Regions from separate parts of the Mus musculus genome. Here region 2 is linked to region 1. The links are chromatin contacts, called in public Hi-C maps. All regions are on one chromosome and are shown on one strand. Each heading gives the region's core, a stretch centred on a gene start, on an enhancer-like site or on the middle of the called end of the contact. The rest is flanking DNA. Distances are from core to core; before and after follow the strand shown.

Evidence for each region. Hi-C and Micro-C count contacts between places; a contact is called where the count stands out from the background.
Region 2: a contact with region 1 is called in a Hi-C map of muscle stem cells, with 2.2 times the contacts expected there. The contact joins two enhancer-like sites. A contact is called at or near these places in 2 of 15 datasets of contacts at CTCF or cohesin (the NIH/3T3 cell line and embryonic stem cells), 35 of 484 Hi-C or Micro-C datasets (the AML12 cell line, the C2C12 cell line, the G1E-ER4 cell line and 10 more), 3 of 115 datasets of contacts at active chromatin or transcription factors (embryonic fibroblasts, embryonic stem cells and pancreatic cancer cells) and 1 of 9 other capture datasets (embryonic stem cells).

What each region holds. Positions count from the first base shown.
Region 1 is chr9:14,520,157-14,522,920 of GRCm38.p6, reverse strand. No RefSeq gene overlaps it. Among named protein-coding and RNA genes, the nearest start is that of Cwc15, 21 kb to the right of the region's middle. Within about 2 kb of position 1,435, at least 50 of the 459 cell types and tissues checked have an H3K27ac peak or open chromatin away from gene starts, as enhancers often do. A contact at or near this core is called in muscle stem cells and pancreatic cancer cells, where this site is marked.
Region 2 is chr9:14,595,266-14,598,002 of GRCm38.p6, reverse strand. It overlaps Amotl1 (angiomotin-like 1), which reads left to right. Exons shown (of 13, transcript NM_001081395.1): 2 at 1,403-1,552. Among named protein-coding and RNA genes, the nearest start is that of Amotl1, 18 kb to the left of the region's middle. Within about 2 kb of position 1,377, at least 58 of the 459 cell types and tissues checked have an H3K27ac peak or open chromatin away from gene starts, as enhancers often do. A contact at or near this core is called in muscle stem cells and pancreatic cancer cells, where this site is marked.

The sequences.
Region 1 (2,764 bases), core at 186-2,685:
ACACTGTCACTGCCTCCCCTCCCTACATGGCTTACCCACTCCTATAATGCCTTCTCTCTAAGGCTTGTTATGATTTCTAGAGTTGCTGCTTTCCTTTCATGGACCTTGACTTCTCCGGTGGTGGGGTGTTCACTCACTGTGAATACAATGACTTCCAACCCCATGTTCTCTGAAGATCTTCTAGTGAATTCAACCCAAGTTATGTACCAAATGTTAAGAGTTTACTGAATCCTGAACAGACCAAAAGGAGCCTCATCCACCAACAGGCTCGGTCAGGGGGCTGGACTGTGCTGTTGGTGGAGGTGGGTTGAATGCAAGAAGAGACACACACAGAACACATGCCACAGAACTAGGATCTTGGGTGCTGAGGTAGAGTTTGGGAAATGAGCTGTGCTGAAGGATTCTGTACAGGAAGAAGGAGATGGTGACCCCATCAAAGCCTTGGTCAAACCGAGTGGGTGCTGGAGCAAAATTTGCTTGCTGTGAGGTTTCCAGTCAGCCTGAACCTCCTGGGTGTCTCCATATGCCCACGTCTCTGGATGTAGAGCTGAAGGTTGGGAAGTCCTCACGTAATAGCCTACAGGGAAGAACTATTTACTTTGTGCCTTAGTTTCAAAGGTTTCCCTTGTCAGTCCTTGCCTCCATGGGTTTTGAGCCTGTGGTGAGGTGGGGATTGGTGACCGAGACCACTCAGTTCATGGCTGACAGGAAACAGGAAACATCAAGCAAGAGCTGCGTCCCAGTGCTGTCTTTCTATTCCAGCCAGGCACCTAAGCTTCTGGGCTGGTGTTGCTGGAATTCAGAGTGACTCCTTTCCCCTAATTAATCCTCTCTGCAAACATCCTTGCAGACACACCCGGTGTGCTTTCCTAATCTCCTCAATCCAGTCATGTTGATAATCAAGTGTAAACATCACAAGGTTTATCCCTTAAGGGTGCTGGGACAGCAGCTGCCTCTGTCTGCTGATGGAGGGCAGAGTGCCATAGAAGCATGTAGTGACCTTTGTGCACATCTCAGACAGGCTGTAGACTGGCACCCTTACAGACAACCCTGAAACACTTTGCAGAAAGAATGTACAGCCCACTAAAGGGTTTGGGGCCTGAGTCATTTAGTGAGGGAGATTTCTTGGTGAAGTCAGAGGAAGAGAAGCTGGAGAACCATGTCGAGAAAGGAATGGACTGAGTAAGGATGTATTCTTGGGGAGTCTGTCCTGAACCCAATGCAGAGGTGGAGGGCTCTGGGCCATAAGGACCATCATAGAATTTCCTCTTCCTCTGAGAAGCCACCATACCTATATTGATGGCTGATGGAAGATTATAATTGTGGAAAGATGGAGTGTGGCAGGTTAAGAGCTTTCTTTAGTCTCCATTATACTGTCTGACCTCACATCCTCATGACTGCCACATAAAACTTTTGGAATGTATGCCAGGCCTGGACTTGGTCTCCACCAGGCCTGAGGCTAAGAATGTGATAAGGCAGATACAAATCCTGCACGGAGATCTCTCTGTGGTAGCCCTGATGTCCCTCAGAATTATTAAACTCATTGATGAATTGCATGCTTGTGTTGTGTGGCTAGGAGAGAGTTCATGGAATTTCACAGTGGAGCATATCACATTCCGGGTAACTTGACCTTACCTTTCTGGGTCACAGTCACTCATATTTAGAATGATCCTTAAAACAAGTTGTTACTTTCTGTAAACACTCTAACCCCAGGCCAGGAGGGCCTTAGTTGATGGCTGTCAGCCAGAGTGGGGACTTCCTAGACCTGTGCTGCTGCTAGCCAGGGTGATGTTTGGGGAAATGAGAGCTGTCATAGAGGGGAAATAATGTTTGCTGAGTACTTCCTGCTGTTGGTGAAAACCTTCTGCCTTTCTACACCTCTTCCAAACTAACAAGTTAGCTTGCTACAGTTGCATAGCTCTTTGTAGAAGACAGAAATGCAGGACCGTTTATTTTGCTCCGCAACAGCAGTGTCCAGGGTATCATATTCCCATGTAGCGACCCGAGCTCTGATTCCCAGGCCTCTCTCTTACCAGAGTTGTGGGCCAGGAGAGGAACCATGAGTGGCAGAAAATCCGGCCTTTTATAATGGATGCTAAATATCCTTGCCTTTAGCTATCAGGGAAGACTCTAGTCCTATCTTCAAGGCTGTTCACTATGTACTAGTTTTCAAAAGGATAGAATAGAATAGGAAAACTTGGCATTATCTTCCAACATGCAACACAACATGCTGTGTGTGGCCACAGGCATCATATGGGCTAGGTATAACAAGCTACATTTAAAAATGTTGAAATTGAAACCCAGGGCAACTTGCTTAAGCTCGAACCTTGAAAAGCCAGATGGCAAACCTTGTCTAAAGAATCAATTCCCTCTTCAGGTGGAGGTAGGGGTAGGGATTTTTTTTAAAGCTTCTTAAACCAGCAGAGCATTCCATTTCTGATTTTCCTTTTGGGGGCCCTGTTCCCAGAGTTTCTCATGGCTGGACTCTTCTCACTACCCAGCTCCATGCAGATGTAACTGCTTCATGTTAGCAAAAGTGCCTCTGGCACTTTGATGGTCACCTACATGTCAACTGGTACAAAGAACACCAAGCAAGGCATATGGGTAAACATTATATTGAGAATATCTATCTTTCTTTCTGGGTGATACTGATATTTAAAATGTAGGGTAAACCAAAATGACCCCCCAAGTTGTGGCTGCCCCAACCAATCCAGGAAGTGCTGAGGTGGAAACAGAAGGCTAGGGAAGGACTAACACTGTCTGC
Region 2 (2,737 bases), core at 128-2,627, 75 kb before region 1:
ATGCATTCAGGCCTATGCCTTGTTCCCCTCAATTTGGAAACTGTGTCAGGATTGACTTTAGATTAAAGCTGTCTGGAATACCCAATTTTAGCTGCAGGCTTTCAGAGTTATGCTTGTAAAAGACGAGGCCCAGAAAGGGACCCCCCTTCTCCTCAGGGCAGCTAGTGCATGCTGCCTTAGGAGTGTAGTTTTAGGCTGATCTTGGTACAATATGTCTTTCATGTTTGGTGTGTAATCATCTCTAAAGTGAGAGTCCCAATTAGAATTATTTTATTTGAAACTTACAAGGTAAGCATTTCAGCAGTGGAAATCATAATTTTATCTTTATGGGTCAGACGTGCCTACGATATGGTGAGCACATACAAATGGTATCTCACCTGAGGCACAATGACTCAGGGAGAGGGGCGATAGTCCTATCTTTGGCCCTTGGTGTCATGAGATGCTAGTAGCTCTGGTCTTGTGCAAAACTTAGGAAGAAATTTCAGATGCCTGGTTTGAAGCCATTTCTGAAAATTGTTCTTTTATTTTCAAATGGAATTATCTTTAAGGCAAGGGTCTTAATAAATAATAACAAGACTCTCCAGAGTAAATTGAGAACAACAACAACAAAAAGCAGAGCTTTAATCTTGGCATCCACACAGAGGTATATCAGACAGAACAGGAAGGGAACGTGGCTGGATCGGCCGGAGTTCCCACAATTGACAAATGTGCTGTCAGTGTCCCTGAAGTGGGGTCTCATGGTTGGTGGCTGTGGGTCTAAGAGTAGCCTCAAGTGTAACTTGAAAAAGAAGTGCACTAGTGTGTGTGTGTGTGTGTGTGTGTGTGTGTGTGTGTGTGTGTGTGCGCACTCTCGCGTGCACGTGTGTGTAGCAGAGAAGGGAGCTTGAGTGGCCATGAACTTGGCTAAGGCCCAGGCCCAGGTCACTGGTTCTACTGCAACGTGAGACTCAGAAGCCTCTCAGGGAGCCAGAGCACACTGTGTCTCAGCCTGGGACATTCTCTTGCTGACACATGGCCCGGCAAAGTGGCCACCCCTTCTTCTATCCTATATTTTTGGAGAGACAGCTGTTCTTCTCACTTTTCTTTTTCTGGCCTGCTCCATTCCTGTGTTTCTGCCCTCTACCTTGACCATTGCAAACCTCACGCCTCTCAGAGCTCCACAGAAGAAGACTGTGGGTGCTGTCCCTGGGTGACAGTTTTGCGCCTCCCCTCAGTGGCTGTTGGAAGCTTGTGGGTCAGCATGGTGGGTGGCTGGATTTGTGACAGTTCTGGGAAGTAGCTTTGGAATTTTATGAATGAAATAGGCAGAGTCACACTACAAGTTGCCATGTGGGGGGCATGAGTCACACAGGAAGGGGGCACGTGATTGGCACTAACACACACATCATTCTCTTTCTGCCAGCTCCTCCTCCCATCTGCTACAGCCCCAGCAGTCCTGTGCAGATTCTAGAAGACCCCGCCTACTTCTACCCAGACTTGCAGCTCTATTCTGGGAGGCATGAAGCATCTACTTTGACAGTGGAGGCAAGTGGAGGCCTAAGGGGGAAAAGCGGTAAGTCCTTGCACGTTGGGAGCACAGAGGGTCAGACCTTCTCGTTTTCGTCTCTTCTGCATTAAGTAATCCCCGTGCCTGTGACTTTAGTTTCTACCACTTTCATTACCGAAGGTCAATGGCAATTTGGAAGTATTAATTGAAAAGCACTAGAAGTAAACGGTTCATAAGTCTTAAATACAGTCACAGCTATATGCTGTCAGATCAGGTCTATGTTACTATTGGCTGCTACTGACAATCATATGTGTAATTTATGTTAACTTTATAAAGGTGTATGCTACACACACGGGGTGGGGGTGGAGAAACACACACACACACACACACACACACACACACACATACACACACGCTGCCTTGGCACTGTCCTTGTACATACAGACTTGGCACTCACTGTCCTTGGCTTCAGGATTCCACATTGGGTCTTGGAATGTATCCTTGAGTTGGATCCCAGAATGTAAAGAAGCTGAACACATGGTTGTCACCCCAGCACTGGTGAGGTGGAGAGAGGCAGGTCTCTGGGACTTGCTGGTCTAGTCATTGATCCCCAGGTCCCAGTAAGAGACTGTGCCTCAAAAGCACAAGGTGACCTTCTTCCCCAACCTCAGGGGTCAGAGAACCTTGTGGAAGAGAGAGCAGAAAGAATGTGAGAGCTGGAGAGGAGCAGGAGTCTTGTGAGATGCTGATTTTCTCACATGGCTGCTGCACACTTGAACTCATAGCAGCCGAGGACATGCAGAAGACCAAGGTGACAAGATCTGCCAGGGTCCCAGCTGGGCTGGCGGCACTGGATCCAGTGGGTTATAAAACGGGCTCAAAAATGAAAGGAAAGATGAAAAAAGGAAGGAGGGAGGAAGAGGGTGGTGGTAAAAGGGTATGAATGGACAGTGCCTGAGAAACTAGGAGTGGGCAGTAAATAGGTAGGCTCAAAATACATCATTTACATGTATGGCATTGTCAAAGAACAAATAAAGAGTATTCTATTAGGAGAACTAAGGTGGACGACTCCTGAGGAACAACATCTGAGGTTGTGGCCTCCACACATATATGATACCCACACAAACATGCATGTTCACCCTTCCCACAGTAGAAAGGACTATTTTGCTCCACTGTGTGACTCCCTCTATGAGAGGGAATCTTCCTGTCTTCCAACATGGAGGCTTCAGAGTTGCATCATCTGTAGCCAGC